2 separate regions of the Sus scrofa genome follow, and region 1 is linked to region 2. Evidence: chromatin contacts called from public Hi-C data. All regions are on one chromosome and are shown on one strand. The core of a region is the stretch at or near the end of the contact, and the rest is flanking DNA. Distances in the headings are between cores, read along the strand shown.

Region 1 (3,338 bases), core at 198-2,697, 130 kb before region 2:
AAAAGACAAAAAAAAAAAAAAAAATCTAAAATGATCTTAGGAGTTCCCTTGTGGTACAGTGGGTTAAGGATCTGGGGTTGTCACTGCAGCATCTTGAGTCATTGCTGTTGTGAGTGAACTTGTACATGGCCTGGGCATGACCAAAAAAAGATTTTAAAATGAAAGCTACATTTTAAAAATAGGCGTTCCCATCATGGCTCAGCGGAAATGAATCTGACTAGTATCCGTGAGGAGGCAGGTTCAATCCCTGGCCTTAATCAGTGGGTTAAGGATCCAGAGTTGCTGTGAACTGTTGTGTAGGTCACAGATGCGGCTTGGATCCTTCGTCCCTGTGGCTGTGTTGTAGGCTGGCAGCTGCAGCTCCAATCTGACCCCCAGCCTGGGAACCTCCATATGCCGCACCTTCAGCCCTCAAAAGACATTAAAAAAAAAAAAAAAAAAAAAAAAACCGCGAAAAAGACTCCAAACTATAATCTCTTAGCCCCAGACCCTACTGGCCTCATGCATCCTTTAGCATTAGTGTCTGCATAATTTCTTGTCTCAGGTGTCCTGCACTGGATTTTTTGGCACAGTGTTGACAGCCAGCATGCTGGCCAAATCAGCATGCTATCACTAAAGGTGCCACCTAAAACTTTCCTAAGGGGATGAGAGAAGGTAAAACAACCAGAAACTCAACAGGATGGAGGGCAAGCTGGACTCCATGTCAAAAGGCCTACACCCCCACCTGGCTTCTGCCTCGGACCTGTGTTATCTCTGCCGCAGCAAATATTCCTGGGGCCTGTTTTCTCAGCTGTTAAGAAATAAGTCACGCGTAAGGACAACTTTAGTCAGGAAATTTCAAGATGAGATCATCAATTGTGCTATGTGCTAATAAAATTTTCATCTTCCCATCAAAGTATTAGAGGAACTCTAGCTTATCCTCCAGAAAGAAACCAGGCCTGCGGGCAAGGGGTCCCGGATGCCCTCAATTGAGGTTCACTCGGCCTACTCAAATTAAGGCCTCAAACTAACTGAAGTGCTTGCAGACGCGGCACCCGAGCTTCCAGTCTCACGGCTTTTCCCCATCTGTAAGTCAAGGACTCCGTAGTTTTACTCCAAGTCTCTTCCCAGAACACCGACTCCTGCCGGGGTAGGATCCAGGCCCCGAGAGAGGAGACCAGGGAGGGGAAGGGATATGAATCCCGGGAGACAGAGGACCGGCCTTACCTGGATCTGGGAATGGGGCCGCGGACGCGCAGGGCAGCGGGTCGGGAGGTCCACTCCGGCCCAGGACCCGCGGCCGCCGGTCCAGCCGCCGCACCAGCCAGCGCACGGCGATCAGCAGCACTGAGGCACCCAGCAGCTCCCAGGCCAGCGCCGCCCACTCGGCTGCCGCCAGCCGGGGCCACAGCATTGCCACCGCTCGCCCGGTTGTCGCCGCCGCCGCCGCCGCCACCGCCGAGGGCCGCCCGAGGACCCCGCGTGCCGGGCTGTCCGCACCACCGCCTGACGGCGCCGCGCCCGACAGCGGCTGGCGCGGGGCCGAGTCTGCACGAGCGAAACAAGGCGCTCGTCCCCGCGCCCAGCAGCCAGACGAGGGAGTGCGTTCGCGGCTCCAGTCCCTACAGGCGCGGGGCGGGTAACTGAGCGGTCAGGCAGTGGCGCTGGCAGCCCGGCACGCGGGGTCCTGACGCAGGCGGGCGGTACCTGGGCGGGTCAAGGCGGGCCCAGGCCTGGGGCGGGCAGCTCGGGGTGGGTCCCAAAGCGTGTCCAAACTCGGGGTGGGCAGCCCGGTGGAGGCGTAGTTAGCGGGTGAGTCCGTGCGGAGGTTTAGGCCGGGCCCAGGTTTTGGTCGCGGCGGGAATCACAGATGAACCCACAGGGTTTCCCTGGAAAGACCAGGTCTGCGTTGCGCAGTGTGGACGTGCCTGCTTCGTCGGGTCAAAGCGACTATGATTCTACAGGCAAGCTTTGGATATTTTATTCTTAACTTTACAACAGCTAAATTACTGACAGCTTACGATTTTAGAGAACAAGTTTCTCCCACGTGAAGCAAGCCGACTGAACTGATACCTGTTAACTCTGCAGCGGACTCTTGTCTGTGTCCGGCTTCTCTGGCCGGTTAGATAACTCTCTTCGTACCCCAGCCCTGCTGGCACCTAAGTCTCCCAAGAAACGGAGGGGGTCTCGTAAGGCTTCAGGCTGTGCGACCCCATTTAACTCTCAGGGACAGATTGGGGAGTCGTCGCCGCGGGCCGGGGCGCAGCAGACTATAAAGAGACACAGGGAATTTTAGGGACCGGTGGAAACATTCATTCTGTCCTGATGGGTGGACACAACTACCTAAGCTTGTCAGAACTCTCAGACATGTACGATAAAACAATGAATTTTACTCTATAATCCATGCATTAATTTTTTATTTTAATTTTTGCCATTTCTAGGGCCGCTCCTGAGGCATATGGAGGTTCCCAGGCTAGGGGTCTAATCGGAGCTGTAGCCGCCGGCCTACACCACAGCTACAGCAACGCGGGATCCGAGCTCACGGCAACACCGGATCCTTAACCCACTGAGCGAGGCCAGGAATCAAACCTGCAACTTCATGGTTCCTAGTCGGATTCGTTAACCACTGAGCCACGATGGGAACTTTAGGTTTTTTTCTATTTAAAAAATTAATGCCTGTGGAGCTCCGATTAGATCCCTAGCCTGGGAACCTCCATATGCCGTGGGAGCGGCCCAAGACATAGCAAAAAGACAAAAAATAAAAAAAAAAAAATTGGACAGTACTAATAGTCACTTGAGCAGAACAGAAAAGTCAGTGAATTTGAGGATGGGTGAATTGCAAATTAAACCAACAATGATACTACTTTACACCCACCGGAATGATTAAAACTAAAAGACCAACAGTATCAAATCTTGGTGAGGATGTGGGGCAGTTTTGGAATTCTCATAAACTGTGGTAGGACTGTAAAATGAGCTAACCACTTTGAGAACTGTGAGGCATTTTCTTGCAGAGTTAAATATGAACCTCCCTGTGTCTCAATAGTGCAGCCCTAGGTGTGAATATGGAAGTTCATATATATTCATGGCAGCTTTATTCATAAGAGCCCAAGCAGGAAACACCCAGGATGTTTGGATAAGCCTCAGAGGAATGGATAAACAAATCTGGAATTGTCACATGATGATCCTGTGGAGGTATATTATTCAGCAGTTAGGTGGGTGAATCTGAAAACCATACTAAGGGAAAGAACCTGGAGTTCCCATCGTGGCTCAGCAGGTTAATTCAACCCCTAGCCTAGGAATTTCTGTATGCCACAGGTGCAATGATAAAAAGAAAAAAAGATAAAGAGTACAAAAGTAGT
Region 2 (3,707 bases), core at 763-3,262:
GTATCTCTGCACAGTGTGGGGAAGATGGATCAAAGGGCCTGGTGGTGGTGAGGGAGTTCCCTGGTGGCCTAGAGGTTAAGGATTTGGTATTGGCACTACTGTGGCTCAGGTCACTGCTGTGGCACGGGTTCAATCTCTGCCCTAGGAACCTCTACATGCCAGAGATGCAACAACAACAAAAAAAGGAGTTCCTGTTATGGCTCAGTGGAAATGAACTTGACTAGTATCCATGAGGACTCAGGTTTGATCCCTGGCCTTGCTCAGTGAGTTAAGGATCCAGCATTGCCATGAGCTGTGGTGTAGGTCACAGATGTGGCCCAGATCTGGCGTGTTGTGGCTGTGGTGTAGGCCAGCAGCTACAGATCCAATTCAACCCCTAGCCTGGAAACTTTCATATGCCACACTTGTGGTCCTAAAAAAAATAATAATAAAGGGCAGGGTGGTGACCAGACAGTAGGTCAGAGAACATTTACCAGAGGTTGGCCAGTTTTCAGGAGGGGACAGTTCTCAGGAAAAGCTGTAAGCAGCTCAAGCTTCAGGTGGACCAAAGTTCAGGGAACTGGGGAAGGAGAGAAGCTTAAACGAAGTTTAGCTAACAAGCATTTTGATCAGTGGGGACAAACTGTTCAGCTAATCACTGATGAGGCAAAGGACGAGAGTTTGAGGGACTGATGTATATTTACCTGTGGCCTTGTCATAGTTAAACAAGAGAGTCCTGTGGGGAAGGGGGTTCTTTGCAGCACCACTAAGCAAGGCCAGGGATCAAACCTGCATCCTCATGGATACTAGTTGGGTTTGTTACCACTAAGCCACGATGGGAACTCCAGAGAGATTTCTTAACTGTCTTGTTTTCCAGGAGAGCAGGGCTCAGGTAAAACCCAACAATGTCACAACCAGCAATGCTTCCTGCTAATGAAATCCTCAGTCCTACCATTTTGAGCCCTCTAAATGCCCCCAAACAGACCCTCAGGGCCTGATCATTCATTCCATCAGGCCCAACTGCCAACCCAAAGGCACCCAAATCAGAGACCATTAGAGTCTTTGTGTTTGTGTATGTTTTTAAAGAAATTTTAAATTTTTAAATTTCTTTAAAGTATAGTTAATTTACAAAATTGTGCCAAATTTCTGCTGTACAGCAAAGCTACCCACTCATACATATATGTGCATTCTGTTTTTCTTTTCCTATACTATTTTCCATCGTGATCTATCCCAGGAGATTGGATATAGTTTACTGTGCTATGCAGTAGGAACTGGTGTCTTAATTATTCCTACAAACATCTCTCAACCTACGTCTCTAACGCACACACTCACCCCACACAGAGGGCAACCTCCCGGGCTGCCTCACTCCCAGAGCTGTTGACCCCCAAGTCTAGGACTCCCCTCAAAAGTCCCTCGCAGAGGCCCCCATCACCCAATTAGTTTCCTCCACCGGCTTCGTAACTACTCACTTCTCTCAAACCTCGGTATAGATTTTCACAGACATTCCAACATTCCGACTCTCCAGCGTTCTCACATTAAAAGCTCCACAGTTCCCCTTCACAGATCCCTCATCACCCACCACCACGGGAAGCCTTAACACTGACTCCCAAATCTCCCTCCCGAATCCCACAATCACCGCCCCCCCACCCCTACAGACCCCCCCCAGTCCTCCAAACGCTGCCCAGCAAATTCCGGCTCCCTCCTGCCTCCGCGCTCCAGCCGCCCACGCCCCGCCCCCCACCGCTCCCTTCCCACACGGCCCCCACGGCTACTCCGCCGCGGACCACCACCCCTCCAGCCTCACCCCCACCTGGACCGGGATCCGCGCCTGCTTCGCGCCCGGTTCCGGAGCCGGTCCGCGCTGGGGTCAGCACAGGCCCGGGTTGGACGAAGAGGCTAGAGCCGCGCCGTCCCGCACCCAACCCCAGCCGCACACGCTTACCCGCTGGCCCACAGCCCTGAGGCAGACTCAGCCGGGCCGAGGAAGCGGCTGCGCGGAACCACATTTCCCAGAGTCCCACTCGGTTTAGAACTACATTTCCCAGGGGACTCTGTGGCGCGCCTCCACGATCGACAGGTTTGAGGTTTCCTTTTGCAAAGCCCCACTTCACCTGCCTGGGGGAGCTTGTTCCAGACAGTGGGTTGTAGCCGGCTCTGCCCGCTCAAAATGTGTTCACCGTCCTTGCCATTTTTGAGCATAGAGCAAAGTAATTTATAAAATCAAAGTAATATAGGTAAGTTTTAGTGCCTCCTATACAACAGTGCCAACAAAAAGAATGACAATAGATGAAATGAGACATCTAGGGAGAAACAAAGTATAATTATGGAAAGAGAAGAAAATTAATGAAAATTAAAACAGAAATTGAGGAGGCAAAATAGAAAAAAATTGAACTTGATAAATCAGATTTTTTAAGTAAAATAAAAAAAACATACTAGAGATTTTTATCCAAAAGTGGGGAGAAACAGCAAACAATTAGTGATAAAAAACAGAATTAGCCATAAAGAACAACAACAAAAAAAATTGTGAAAGAATATATTGCTTAATTATATATAATAACTCTGTGCATTAAGTTATTAAATTTCAAACCTAAGAAAGTACACTACTTAAAGGAATAGTTAGGTAATAAAGAAGATATTTGTTATAGACTTAAAGCAGTTGTTTAAAATGCTTTTGGCAATACGTTTTAATTGGTGAATCTTCCACGTTATCAAAGGATATAGTCTTACCAAAAAAATTCAGGAAAAATCTGGACAGAACCCTGTTTGTTTGTTTTTGCAGAACCCTTTTCTTCACACAAAGATAGCAAATAGCTATACCATAACCAAAGGTAAATTTTAAAAAAAGGAGTTCCCGGAGTTCCCATCGTGGCTCAGTGGTTAACAAATCCAACCAGGAACCATGAGGTTGCCGATCCGATCCCTGGCCTTGCTCAGTGGGTTAAGGATCTGGCATTGCCATGAGCTGAAGTGTAGGTCCAAGACACAGCTCGGATCCCGCGTAGCTATATGGCTCTGGCATAGACCAGTGGCTACAGCTCCGATTAGACCCCTAGCCTGGGAACCTCCATGTGCCATGGGAGCAGCTCAAGAAAAGGCTAAAAGACTAAATAAATAAATAAATAAAGGGGTTCCCATCGTGGTTTAATGGTAATAAAGCTGGCTAGGATCCATGAGCATGCAAGTTTGATTCCTGGGTTAAGGAAAGGGCGTTGCAGTGAGCTGTGTTGTAGATTTGCAGACTCTGTTCCAATCTTGCGTTTCTGTGGTTGTGGCGTAGACAGGCAGCCCTATGTCTGATTCGAGCCATAGCCTGGGAACTTCATATGTGGTGGGTGTGGCCCTAAAAAGAAAAAATAAATAAAAAAAACAACTTTAAAGTAGTCTTAGTTATGATATTTATGTGAAAATTCTGAAAAAATAGCAAATGGAACCAAGCAATACATTGAAATATATATCATAACAAGTAGAAGCCATTTCTGGACTTTTATTTCACATACATTTTATTTTATTTTATAATGATTTTTATTTTTTTCCATTATAGCTATTTTACAGTATTGTGTCAATTTTCTGCTGCACAGCAAGATGATCCAGTCACACATACATGTATACATTCTTTTTTTCTCACACATTTCTGGACTTGATAAACTAACATAATTCACCTTGTCAGTAGATTAAAGGAGGAAACATGCTTCATCATCTCATTAAATAGTGAAAAAAAACCATTAAAT

Evidence for each region. A called contact is a pair of places that touch in the nucleus more often than the background predicts.
Region 1: a contact with region 2 is called in a Hi-C map of liver, with 4 times the contacts expected there. The contact joins the promoter of ANKLE2 here to the promoter of ZNF605 in region 2. A contact is called at or near these places in 1 of 5 promoter capture datasets (liver) and 3 of 47 Hi-C or Micro-C datasets (liver, skeletal muscle and subcutaneous adipose tissue).

Annotation. Positions count from the first base shown.
Region 1 is chr14:22,743,751-22,747,088 of Sscrofa11.1, reverse strand. ANKLE2 (ankyrin repeat and LEM domain-containing protein 2) reads right to left here and starts at 1,447. Exons shown (of 13, transcript XM_021073939.1): 1 at 1,207-1,447. The coding sequence starts at 1,393.
Region 2 is chr14:22,612,384-22,616,090 of Sscrofa11.1, reverse strand. It overlaps ZNF605 (zinc finger protein 605), which reads right to left and starts at 2,012. Exons shown (of 6, transcript XM_013990316.2): 1 at 1,922-2,012.